Regions from separate parts of the Zea mays genome. Here all the other regions are linked to region 1. The links are chromatin contacts, called in public Hi-C maps. All regions are on one chromosome and are shown on one strand. The core of a region is the stretch at or near the end of the contact, and the rest is flanking DNA. Distances in the headings are between cores, read along the strand shown. Region 1 holds the start of LOC100272841 (putative ARM repeat-containing protein). Region 2 holds the start of LOC100383351. Region 3 holds the start of LOC100274638. Region 4 holds the start of LOC103637216 (ethylene-responsive transcription factor ERF027). Region 5 holds the start of LOC100283583 (ATPP2-A13).

Region 1 (2,520 bases), core at 10-2,509:
GACCGGATCACTGGCATATGAAGCCCACGCTGCCACACACACATGCTATCTACCTAGCGCACATACACCAAAATGGACTTACTTTTCATTGTGCAAAGAGATGCACTCCAACAGCTGGCCTTAACAGAATTCTGGAAACGGTTTATGCATCCAGTGGACTGAAACTGAAAGCGACCATTGTGGACTCTGAAATACAGTGGCAGAACCGCAGAAAATAGTCCGTCGACTGCCACACCGCCATTTCCAATGACGTGCTACAGAGTGAATCCTACTAGATTGCTACGACAGCGGATTCAACACACGAACTGGACGAGAAGATGCTCCTGTCGAAGGAACTAGCTGCCAAACCTCGTCGAATCCAAGCGTGATCCACGAGGCACCGCAGATCGCAACGCGCTTCCGTCGATCCTCTCAGTCTAGCGTGCAGCCTCAATCCAAGCGGCGGGCCGACCCAGATCTACAAGGCCCACGCCCTTAATTCCCTCACGACGATTTCAATTTACCCATGGACCAGGGGGCGGGCGGCACCGGTAAAGGGCAGATCGAAGCAAGCACGCATAAAAATGCGCATACACTCGTAACTAGACCAGATCTGAATGCAAATAACCAAATAGCTTAAGTTACGGGTGGGGTGCTCGTTATCGGTGGGCGTACCTAGCAGGTGTTCGTCGCCGACAGATAGGGGTGGGGTGCTCGTTATCGGTGGGCATACCTGACAGGTGTTCGTCGTCGGCAGATATACCTGGGCACCAGGTGTAGGGAGACATCGGTTGTCGTCCATCGCCGCCGAGTGGGATACAGGGAGGGTGAGGCCGTGAGAGAGAGAGAGAGCACGCGTAGTGAACAGAAGAGAACACAAGGGATGAGAACTGAGAGCACGAGGTAGAAGTCTCCAGAGGCCTTGAGTGCACGCGAGAGTCTCGCGGGTGAGAAGAAATGAACTGATGATCCACGATCGGACGACCACATTTTTTTAGAGTGACGTGGATAGGTGCATCGAAGCCGTTTCCGTTCCGCTTTAATAATATAGAAATGACGATTGGTTAGCGGGCCTAGCGAGTCGGCCTAACATACTCACTCTTCTGTCTGGGCCTGGCGTGCCCTTTATGCGGGGCCGGGATGGGCCCATAGAAAATGGGCAGGCTGAGCTAGTAACAGGCCGCGAAAGCTGGCGGCTTTCGAGCCGGCATCCCGACCATTTCAAAATCATCTCATGCGACGTGGCGTCGTGCGTGCACCGCCTCGCAGGCCGCCTCAAACGCTCCGGTCCTCAGCGCCCGTTCCACGGGGCCCACGCTCCTCGATCCGACGGCTCGCTTCGCCTCGAATTCAAAAACTCGTTCCGAAGCAGCAGCCGTCCTGTGATCCTGTACTCCTGTGTCCTGTCCAAGTCCACCGGAATTTAAATCCCTCAACGACTCGCTAGCTGGGGACTTACACGACGCGACGCCAGAGGAGGAGGAACTCTGTCGGGGGGCGGCTACAAGAGGCGGTGGTGCTCGCGGTGAGTGCGCTCATGAAATGATTCCCAGATCCTCCTCCCAATCATGCAGCGATCGAGTAGGAGCAACAACGCCCACGCGCGCAGCGGCGTTCCCAGGATGGTTGTCGTTTGATTGATGATCGGCGTCCACGCGTCCTGATTGCAGCCAATCTACCTCTGGTTGGACTCTGCGTCGCGGCGAGCGGCGCCGGGAGGAGGAGGTGGAGGCCGCCGGAAAGTGGCGGTGGGCGAGGAGGGGTGGCGGGCGGCGACACGACCGGCATCGGTGAGAGAGGTAACCGCAGGACATGGCTCTGTTTTTTTATCCCCTTTTTTTCGCTCTTCGTTCTCGATCGCGCTTCGCTCCATGTGCTGGGAGGGTGAGCTTCGAAGCCAAGCGTCCGCTCTTCCTGCTCCGCTCCTGGCTGCCGCATTCGCCATTCGGCCGTGCTTTCTCCACCATGCAAGCCATGATCTCTGCAATAGTGTCTCGAATTTTCTAACAATCACACGCCAAGTCGTCGTTTGCTTGGGGTTGGGGAGTTGGGAGAGACGGGTGGAGTCGAGAGCTCAGAGTGATCTACTCCTACTTTAGAGTGGGGACATTGTTACTCGTTTAGGACTGATTTGATGACTAGGGATTACAGGAGGATGGAAGGAATTAAAGAAAAAATTAGTTTATTTACTTCTCAATCTCCTCCGATCCTCTCGTAATTCCCTTGTCACCAAATCAACCCAAATAAGAACAAAGAATTACCCTGGGCCTTTTGCAATGCACAATAATAAAGTTAGGAACCCTCGTCTCTGCCGGCGCCGGCGTCCGCACGGCACTAGCTTTCAAACGACTCTCATAGAATGGAGTAGCAGTAACCGACCGTAGGAGCGGCCGGCGCGTGGTACGTGAGCTATAGCTCCGGGCGCCAGCTGTAACAATGGCTAGCTATTTCACTAACTATACGTAGAAAATATAGAAAAATGAGAATAGCTAACGATGGACAAGTAGATATAAGATTTCAGGTATTTAAAAAACTGAGTGT
Region 2 (2,520 bases), core at 14-2,513, 250 kb after region 1:
ACACACGCGCGCGCTCGAGATTGAAAATTGCCGGCTGGAGACAGTAGACCGATCGAGCACACGTCCGAAGTCGACGGCCCCGGGTTAATAGTAATAATAATCAGCGAGAGGAGAGGACCAAGCGGCAGCAAAGCGCAGTGCTGAAACACAAGAGCAGAGGCCGAGATCATATATCAAAACCGGCACAGCTGGCTGGAACTCGAATCTAGAGACATAAAATAACGCGCGTCGGTACGTACGTACGTATTGATATTCTCCGTACACGCGAGGCAGTCAGCTGGAGCTTGACCTGTAGCGGTAGCTAGAGCTAGTAGGTTATTACGGGAGTGAAATCTGGCTGTCGCGCGGAATCGAATCGATTCTCTCGACACCGCCAGAGCTCGCTGCCGTGGAAACCGCGCCGAAGGTTCCTGCGGTCAAACGCGATTCGTTCGAGATGGTTGATTAGAGTAGTAAAAAAAAAACTACTGTAATCCTCGCCATCCATCGTAAACAGAAACCACACACACTGCCTTCTCAATCAGTCAGAGTGCGCGCGGCGTTGCGAGGCCCCACAGACCACCAGACCCCGCGGCCGGCTTTTTCCATCGCAGCTGGAGCTAGTACGTACACTGCTAGTACGTGACCAGTGCACAGCTTGACGCAATCATGGATGGAATGGAATGGAATGGACCCCAGCGCTCCTCCACTTTTTTTTTAGCAGATGGTTTCGTGATTCCTCAGAACCAAGCGGAAAGCCGTGCCGTTTATGCATTGGTAACTTAGGATGTGTGTGAGCTACTAGCTAGGGCCAAGCAAGTACTCCTCCGCGAGCTGTTTGCTGCCGCGCGCGTGCATCGGCGCGTGCCACCACCACCGTCGAAAGTCGAACCGGCAGCGTCCAGTTTCGTCGAGTACAAGGCAGCCACCAGCCACCGCCACCATGCGGCAGTGCCTGGTGGTCCATCCAAGCCCTCATGGATTCATGAATTCTGGTCCTACGCTACGCATGCAGTTAGGCACAGAACCTTTTCCATTTGCCACTTGCCACTCAGGACGGTGTGGATGCCACGGCGTATGGCATACGAGCAGCAGCCACAGCAGGGATTGGCAGAGCGCGCAGCATCGCCCCCGCCCGTGTAGCGCTCGGGGCAGCAATACAAACGAAAGAAATGATGATGAACCGCGGAACACACTGCCGGTTTCGTCGTCATCCCACCGTGCGTTTCGCATATTTAACCCGCGCCATCACGCGAATAATGCTCTCACACTCACACTCACCCACGGCGCGCGGCGCCACGCCCTGTCTCCCCTGGTCGCTCCCCGCTGACCCTCCGTCCCCCGCATCCCACGCGCGCAATTCGCAGCCCCGAGCGAGCGAGCACCTGCTCTGCTCCCGGATCAAGACAAGCTTCAACTCGCGCACTTGTTTACGCCCGCCCGCACGGGCACGGCCAGCCACGACGCCGCGGCGGAAGCTGCCCAGCAGCCGCGCCTCCCCTGGCGGTGCCGAGTGCCGACCCTTAAAAAACCACAGCCGCGCGAGCGCTGATCGGTGCCTAGCACAGTTGGCACACACACACACACGCGTGCAGTGACAGTGAGAGAGAGAGTGACAAAAACACAGAGACCCGGCGATGGCTGGCCCGCCGCCGCTGAGGCTCAAGGACCTCCTGGAGCTGGACTGCGACTCGTGCAGCGCCGCGGGCTTCCGCTGCTACCCGCGCCGCCTGGCCGAGTCGGCGCCAATGCGGCACCTCCTCGAGTCGTCGCCCTCCCTGCGGCGCCGCCGCCGCCCCGGCAAGCTGTCCCACCTCTCCAGGAGCCTCTCGCGCCGCCTCAGCAGGGGCGGCGGCGGCTTCTGGAGGCGGAGAGACGTCGACGAGGAGGAGGAGGAGGTCGCCGACGCCGCGGTGGCGACGACGACGACGACGACGGGCCCGCCCGCTTGCTGCGGCTCTAGCTCCGAGGAGCAGGAGACGTCGTCGTCGTCGGAGTCCAGCGACAACTCGTCCGAGAGGACCAGCAGGAGGTCACGGTCCGAATCCGAGTCCGAGTCCGACTTCTCGTCGGCGACCGAGGAGAGCGCGCACCATCATCCTTCGCAGCCCGCCGCCGCCGCCGCCGCCGCCGGAGACGAGCACGAGGTAATGATCTATATAATTACCGATCGCGATTGATGGATCAGTTACACACCGTACCACCGCCATTGCCGCGCGTTATGCCCCAATAATTGGGCGTTAATTCGGTTGGGTGGGTCGTTCTCGTTCCGCTAGCCACTATACACTATACTTGAGGTAGTGTGTGTGCACTCGTATATGCAAGTGGATTTGAGCCATGAAACGCTCACGGAAGCCAAGCCCCCACGCCGCATTGATTCCACAAACCAAAGGCGCAGTCCTAGCCAACCGCTCGCGGGTCTGCTCATTGATGCCGTGCGCACCTTCTCGACCGGCTGCTGTGCCTATCAGTCTACAGTACGCAGGAAGCATCCAAGGGAACCCGTCAGCTGCGGTAAACGCACGGCGACCATGTGCTGCA
Region 3 (2,520 bases), core at 6-2,505, 240 kb before region 1:
GGCTCGTCTGGTCCGAAACGGCCTCGGTCTGTGGCCACTGGCCAGTAGCAGCGACAGGAAAATCTCGAATGCACTCGTGCAGGAAGGGACCAGGGGGAGGGAGGCGATCCCCGGCTACTACTTCGCCATCGCCTGTCAGGTGCAGTTGGCGATCGAGAAGAGAAGGGGATCGTTTGCTTACTAGGTATGCAGATAAGATGAAGCGCCCAACAGGTACCATACCACCTGATAAATTCGCCCGGAATTAGCAAACAGGGCGTAGCTGCTCAGTTCCCAATCGTTCCTCTTTTTTGGCCATACAAGCCACAAGATAAATGTCAACTCGGCTCTCAAAAAGTCTTCTTGGCTGACGACATGGCTTGCTCCGTCGTGCCGGCCTGCAGCTCCCTTGTCCTTTTGATTTGGTCGCCCACTAAAGTGCAAAGCTACCGGCTGCCAAGTGCCACTGCCAACACGCACGCATCAAACCAAAGAGAAAATTCCGAAGACAGTCCTCCTCTTCGGCATCGGTATCGGCATCAGATAGATGCTCTGGAGTAAACTCCAGCACTCGGAGTCCCCTATCATATCAGTATCACGGAAAAGGAAATGTTCACATAAATCCCCTGGAATGATCGAAAACTCTGAAAAACAGCCAAGAAGGACTAGACGGTAAACTCGCGCCCCACCAAATGCAACAGACGACCCCGGAACTTCATTGGGATCGAGCGCCGGAGCCGGGAACACGGCGTGGGGTGGGGGGGCTCCAACTCCGACGTCCGGAGCGACGCGCGCCGAGGCCACGTGCACATGGCGCGGACCTACGCTCGGACGGCGACGGCGCCCGTGAGCCGGACGCGGACGCCGCCGTCCGCGGCGCCGCGCAACGCCCGCCGGGTGCTCGTCGTCCCCGCCGCCGCCGCCGTAGTAGTAGGCGCGGAGAGCCCGGCGTCCTCGGCGGCGTGGCGCGTCTCGAAGTCGAGCGGCTCGCGGGCGTCGTCCCCGCAGTAGGTGTTGGCGCCGGCGCTCGGCGCCAGGACCCGGCTGTCCGCGGCGCCGCGGCTGTTGTGCCATACCCCGAGGCAGTAGGACGCGGAGCAGAGCGCCGCGGCGAGGAGGAAGACCAGGAGGTCCACGCGCGTGAGGGCGCCGCAGCAGCACCTCCTGCCGCCGCCGCCGCCGCGCGCGCTCTGCGACCCGTCGTTCGCCATGGCCGGAGCGGCGATCGAGGAGGGGAGGAAGATACGAGGGCGAGGCGGAGGAAACGGGAGAGAACTGATTCAAGTCGTCTTTGACCAAGCCTCTGGAGTCTGGAGTCTGGACTCTGGTGCGAAGAGGCCAAAGTTTTTTCATTTTTATATGGTGGTATGTGTGTAGGCCCGTACGTAGGTTGCAACGAGGCTGGAACCTGGTGGAAGCCAGGCCAGGCCAGGCCGATACTCTTGATGGTTGCTCAGGACTGATGGAAGCAGCAGTTTTTTTTTTAGAATTGACATGCTTTTTTATTTTTTGTATATATATAAATAGGATTATGAACCATATTTCAAAATGTACTTACGGTATGCAGTAGCAGTATCTTATACTTATGAACGATGAAATGGTAGGTTGTCGCGAAGATCTGCCAAATTAAAGTACGTAGCTTTTTGGTTCTTTCGAACGAAAGATGCCGCCCGAACGAGATCGTGTCCTCTCCTCTCCTTCACACAAACGATCCAGTTGGGGATTCGCGGGGGGGGAACCGGTCCACTTTGCCGCGCCATGCGTTGACTAGTTGACTAGATATTGGGCAGTGATCAGAGCACGCAGGCCTGATGAGGAGGTACACTCAAGCCCATAGATGGCACAGGTGCGGCCCGGGCTATGACGTGGCCACGCTTATGCAAAGGCCCATGGGAATTGTGTACCCCCAAGCCCACTAGCTCGGAGGGTCCCAAAAAAAAACTTATCATGTGTGGATACCAAGACGTGCATCCCAATCCAAGACCTGGGCTGGCATACTGATTGTTGAACCAAACGTTACAAGGACACCAGATTATACTTACGGTGACCTAAATTCGCTAGGCTATGCTTGCTGCAAAAACGAGGTAGCGTAGTACTGCTAGGCCTATCGCTGTCAGAGCGTTGCAGACCAGAATAACCAAGTAGTCTTCCTGGCTAGGATGCATCCTTGCTACCGCGTCCTGGTTCAGGCACCACCAATGTCATGCGACAAAAGCAGGAAACGAAGGTTCGCCGTACGAGCTGCGAAACGAGGGCTGGCTGACTAAGCCGTGACTTGAAGAAGAAGAAGAACTCGATCTACCGTATTACTACGAGTGAGTGTCAATGTGTCTCCAGAGTCCAGACCAGACCACCAGTCTACGGCATCGGCACCTCACCGAAGGTTCCATCGAAAATCCAGAGCGCCGCCGAGAGCATAGCATACAGGACCCGCGCCCGCCTTCCGCATGCCCTCGGAATTTTATGGCAGCCACCGACCGGCGCCCGCTTCACAGGGCCACGACACGGTAACCCATTCTCCCGGCTCTCCGAGTTCCGAAC
Region 4 (2,520 bases), core at 8-2,507, 200 kb after region 1:
GTTTTATTATAAAACATAGTATATGAAAGTAAAAGAACAAATAGACACAATATGTAGGAAGATTATTCTTTATTATTATATGAATATTGATGATTACAATATAAAACTCCCATGTATATAAGGGGAGCTAATCCTCCGCAAATTCTATAGAAGAAGAGGGTGTTTGGTTTCTAGTAACTAATTTTTAGTCCCTCCATTTTGTTCAATTTTAGTCTGTAAATTGTTAAATATGAAAACTAAAACTTTATTTTCTTAGCTAATCATCATGTAAATAATGTAAAATATCTTCTAACAACACCCCTCATTCCGATTTGCATCCCCAAAAAAACTCAAATCCTCACCCGTGTATATATAGTTTTGTTCTATATCCGACAGCTTATTTATCTACATCTCCTATTTCAAAACTCCGTTTTGTGAATAATATAAATCTATAATACAAAAACAATGTTTTACACGGCCATACACGATCTGCTAGCTTATAGCCATAACCTAAGGTTAGAGAGAGGTGGGTAAGAACCCATGTAACAAAAGGACTACGATTTCTTCTAGTTCTCCTATTATTATAGAATATAATCTATATATTTTACAACTATTGTAATCTTGTTTTTTTTTCTCATTACAGGCATTAACACGCAGAGTAGTTTGGTCACGTCACAGTGAACTCTCGGGCCTTTAAACGTGACCGTTGGGCTGCTACCGCGTTTGGATCGGAAGAGCTAGGTGAAATCGATAGACGTGCTGTCCAGCTCAAGCGGCATCAACGACGACCTCTTGGTATGGAGGGAGGGAGAGCTACTACACAGGCCTGCAGATTTTTGTGACCAATTCGATCGTACACGCAGAAATATCTGGCCATGCACGCACCGCCCGCGCGCGCGTAATCTAGTACGTACCGGTACCACTGGATATGGTGGTAGGTGACAGGAAAAAGACAAACGAATCATATCATCATCATCTACCCGCTTTACGTTAATGAAGCCCTGATTATACTGTCCTTGAATTGAAGGGGTCAAACCCCCAGCTAGCTAGCAGACATTTCACTTGTCCCTCTCTGCACCTGTCGAGTCAGCCGCGAAGCTCAGGACGACGACGAGAGGCCACCTGGACGAGTCGTACGCAGCTTACCTCGTCGCGCACTAGCCAAAAGCGGCTTTGCAAGAGCCTCAAGATCGCGCCACCCCTGCTGGTTGCCGCGAAGGCCCCCACTCCTTTTTTTTTGCGTCGTTGCGCGCCCTGGGCTGGGCGGCTCACATGTGCTTCACAGCTAATCTCTAGCTAGGCGAGCGTTGAGAGCGAGCAGGAAACGCGTCTCGTCTCGTCACGTCGTGTTCGATCGTCTGGAGAATGTTTTCACCAACTCTCCACCCGGCTACTAATCCTCGGGTTTTTAAATCCTCCCTTCCTCAGATCCTCCAATCAACATAACACTTGGCTCGTAGTCGTCGTCGTCGTTGTCGTCGTCGTCTTCTTCTTCTGGCTAGTAGGGTTTTATCATCCGGCCGCTCATCGCTGCCAACAATCTGCTGTTACTTCGATTCTGCCGTCTTTCACATGGTACTAGCTAGCGGTACGGTGGTTGTACTGTTGCTCTAGCCGCGTCCGCGCGTGTGGTTGATGCAATGTAGTGCGCGCGCATCGATCATATTCATATCCATAATTCCATATCCATATCGGGACGACGACGACGTGCTGGTCGATATATGGAGCAGAGGCAGCAGGAGCGGAGGACCGTGCCGACGACGACGACGTGCGGCGGGCGGCGCGCGAGGGCGGAGACGCGGCACCCGGTGTACCGAGGGGTGCGGCTGCGGGCGGGCAAGTGGGTGTCGGAGATCCGCGAGCTGCGCAAGCCCAGCAGGATCTGGCTCGGCACGTACCCCACGCCCGAGATGGCCGCCGCGGCCTACGACGCCGCCGCATTAGCGCTGCGGGGCGCCGGCGCGGCGCTCAACTTCCCCGACGCGGCGACGGCGCGGCCGCCGCCCGCGTCCGCGTCCGCGGAACACGTCCGGGCCGCGGCTGCGGCGGCAGCGGCCGCGGCCGCGGTGGGCTTGGGCGACAGCCGGCACTTCCACGGAAGGAGCGACCGGCGCGAGGTGCGTGGTCACAGTCACAGTAGCGGGGCCGACGAGTACGAGAGGTGCCACGGCGGCGGCGGCGCGGGCTCTATGGAGGGCGTCGTGGACGAGGACGACCTGTTCGAGATGCCGCGGCTCATGCTGAGCATGGCGGAGGGGTTGATGATGACCCCGCCCGTGCTGGGCCCTGCCCCTGCGGCGGCGGCGCTGGACGGCGACGAGGAAGGTGTCAGCCTGTGGGATCACTCCTGATGCGCTAGCTGGCGAATCACACTACTGCTTCGACTTCGAGTAGTGGCAGGGGCAGGTGGTGTAATACTGTAATGTAAGATGAGGACGCGCGCCACGTGCCGTCCCATTGGAGAGCGTACATGTGGTGGGCGATCACACACCTGATGTGGACAGAGGGATGTGTTGGTGGTAGCCGGTAGGCCAACATGTA
Region 5 (2,520 bases), core at 11-2,510, 170 kb before region 1:
TCCCTTGCACGAGGCAAGAGGACCGACCGCACATGGCCTCTAAATTTTGGGGGCCCAAATTTTTAGGCACAATTTTTTGGCTATAAAGTTTGGATAATTATTTTACCCATTATTGATCAAGCTGTTTCCTTATTGACTACAAGGTTTAAACAACGATACAAGAAAATGTTTAGATTTTTTATTTATTACACATAATTTGTGTTCTTTAGATGACAAGAGTTTTATGTTTACTTGTACTCAACTTAAGATGGTTCTAGAGAATGACCAACATTCTGATGTGGATGGCAAAAGCTTGTATATAGAGTTTCTTCAAGAGTACGAGGAGAAGAAAAATCAGAGCCAAAGCCCAGAGCTGCCGATATGGAGACAGAGACAGATAGTACTAATTGCGTAGGAGTACACACTTGATATTATTACTGATTAATAAACACTGATGAACGTACAACCATGTGGCACGCAAAACCCACCGAACGCTTGGCACTGGCAGGAACGACCTGGATCGGAGGTGCACGGAAAATGGTCGGCGTAGAACTGTTCGAGATACAGTCAGAATTCTCGAGAAACCCTCGGACCTCCCTGCAACCGCAAAATGGAGCGCATATACGTGCAGGCGTGCAGCCGGATGAGGTGTCCCAAGTCACCCAACGATTTTTTTATTTGAAAGGGAGAGTCACCCAAAGATTGTTGTCCATACTTCAGTTTACGAGCAGTTTTTTTTTTATTAACAGCTCCTTTTACAGCTAGTGCAGGTGCAGATATATGGACTACACCGTATTTTCTGAGTACAAGACAAGTGCTGCAGATATATGCCGCGGACTTTCCAGTCTGTCATGAGCTGCTCCCTACGACTCCTGCGTCCTACCAGCCCCCGTCGCGTACCCTACGAGTCGCGGCCCATGGACCCAGCCGCTGACGCGTGGCCTCGTAGGCGCCAGACAGCCGCGCGGTGCATGGACCGCGTTCACGGATACGGCTGTTCCCGACGGCGGCCCACCGATGGTTAACCCCAATCTGTTATCGTTAATGACATGATCACTGTACAATTACGTACTATCTTTTGCAGAACAAACCCTCCGCGCCGGTCCGTGTCAGTGCACATAGTCACACACAGGTCCCTAGAAAGGAGCCTTCCTGTGATTTACTAGGAGTACTGATAGTGTCCTGGCTAAGATAATGCAATATCCAATGCAATCAACCACCCCCACTCGTCTATTTCGGCCTCCCACCTTCCTCTTTAAATTGCCCCTCCTATTCCCCCGTCCCGAAGCTAGAGGCTCTCTGGCGCCGACGGCCGACCCACACGCGCGTCCAGCGATTTCGCCGGGGGGAGATCTTGCCATTCCGTGGAGCACCATCCGCGGTAGCCTAGCCGCGACTGGGGATCGGGGCTTGCGGGCCGTGGAGCCACCCAGAAGGTAGCCGGGAAAAGCTTGATCCGGCCGGGGACGGGGCCTTCGGAGGTTCGTCCCTCGATCGGGTGTCGTCTGCGAAAGCCGGGTCGAACAAATCGTCGCGACTGGAGGCGGCGCGGGGTCATGGGGGCGTGGGTCTCGGTCCTGCTCGGGATGGACGGAGCCGCGGCGGCCGGGCCTGCTGCTGTGGGCCTGGGCGACCTGCCGGAGCTCTGCGCCGCCCAGGTGCTGCTCCGGCTCGACCCGCCGGAGATCTGCAGGCTCGCGCAGGTCAACCACGCGTTCCGCGGCGCCGCGGGGGCTGACTTCGTGTGGGAAGCCAAGCTGCCGGAGAACTACAACTATCTGATGGAGTTCGTGGGGAGCGGCGACGAGGGGAAGCGGAGGCGGCGGCGGGCCGGGAAGAAGGAGATCTACGCGAGGCTCGCCAGGCCTGTGCCTTTTGGCGACGGCAAGAAGGTGAGATATTTTGCTTCCTCTTTTTTTTTTGTGGCTTTCTGTGAATTTTATTACGGGAAAATTATACGAGCGGTTCTCTAGTTTACTAGAGGAGGATTCGAAGCCGCCTTCCTTGAATTCGTCATATTCTGTTTGCCCATGACCGAGTCCTTCCTAGTTATGACCCCTGGAACATTTTTGTGGAGCTCAATTGGGGCAGTATTATCTTCCAATTGAAATAGGTCACTTCTTTTCCTTTTGGAAAATTGCGTTCTTCTTTTTGGGGCAGACTCAAATTAGTGGCAGGTAAATTGTTGTTCAGAAAATAGTTCTTCCTATCTTTATCTTCAATAAATCTTAACTGCTGTCGTGTGTAGGAAGGTCGCTACATTTTAGGCCCTAGTAGCGCGTATATCTTTTTTTGGCGGTTGAACAAGAACAGCATGACTAAAACTCGTATGTGTTTGCAAACTGTAGGAATTCTGGTTGGACAAGAACAAAGGCATGATCTGTATGGCACTGTCGTCCAAAGCACTGGTGATTACTGGGATTGATGACAGAAGATACTGGCAACACATGCCAACTTCAGAATCGAGGTGAATATGGCTTTGATATCACATTTACTAATATTTGTCTGTTCAATTTATGCCAGTTTTCTGAAAACAAAGAT

Evidence for each region. Hi-C and Micro-C count contacts between places; a contact is called where the count stands out from the background.
Region 2: a Hi-C map of endosperm shows a contact between it and region 1, with 2.8 times the contacts expected there. The contact joins the promoter of LOC100383351 here to the promoter of LOC100272841 in region 1. A contact is called at or near these places in 4 of 25 Hi-C or Micro-C datasets (bundle sheath, ear, endosperm and 1 more).
Region 3: a contact with region 1 is called in a Hi-C map of endosperm, with 4 times the contacts expected there. The contact joins the promoter of LOC100274638 here to the promoter of LOC100272841 in region 1. A contact is called at or near these places in 3 of 25 Hi-C or Micro-C datasets (bundle sheath, ear and endosperm).
Region 4: a contact with region 1 is called in a Hi-C map of ear, with 4 times the contacts expected there. The contact joins the promoter of LOC103637216 here to the promoter of LOC100272841 in region 1. A contact is called at or near these places in 4 of 25 Hi-C or Micro-C datasets (ear, endosperm, leaf and 1 more).
Region 5: a contact with region 1 is called in a Hi-C map of endosperm, with 2.7 times the contacts expected there. The contact joins the promoter of LOC100283583 here to the promoter of LOC100272841 in region 1. A contact is called at or near these places in 5 of 25 Hi-C or Micro-C datasets (bundle sheath, ear, endosperm and 2 more).

Annotation. Positions count from the first base shown.
Region 1 is chr1:81,461,159-81,463,678 of Zm-B73-REFERENCE-NAM-5.0, forward strand. It overlaps LOC100272841 (putative ARM repeat-containing protein), which reads left to right and starts at 1,260. Exons shown (of 3, transcript NM_001147294.1): 1 at 1,260-1,504; 2 at 1,650-1,778.
Region 2 is chr1:81,711,652-81,714,171 of Zm-B73-REFERENCE-NAM-5.0, forward strand. LOC100383351 reads left to right here and starts at 1,264. Exons shown (of 3, transcript NM_001176007.2): 1 at 1,264-2,126. The coding sequence starts at 1,617.
Region 3 is chr1:81,218,239-81,220,758 of Zm-B73-REFERENCE-NAM-5.0, forward strand. It overlaps LOC100274638, which reads right to left and starts at 1,256. Exons shown (of 1, transcript NM_001371644.1): 1 at 575-1,256. The coding sequence starts at 1,190. The coding sequence ends at 801.
Region 4 is chr1:81,661,691-81,664,210 of Zm-B73-REFERENCE-NAM-5.0, forward strand. LOC103637216 (ethylene-responsive transcription factor ERF027) reads left to right here and starts at 1,258. Exons shown (of 1, transcript XM_008659461.3): 1 at 1,258-2,520. The coding sequence starts at 1,701. The coding sequence ends at 2,330.
Region 5 is chr1:81,289,052-81,291,571 of Zm-B73-REFERENCE-NAM-5.0, forward strand. LOC100283583 (ATPP2-A13) reads left to right here and starts at 1,261. Exons shown (of 3, transcript NR_178222.1): 1 at 1,261-1,871; 2 at 2,328-2,520.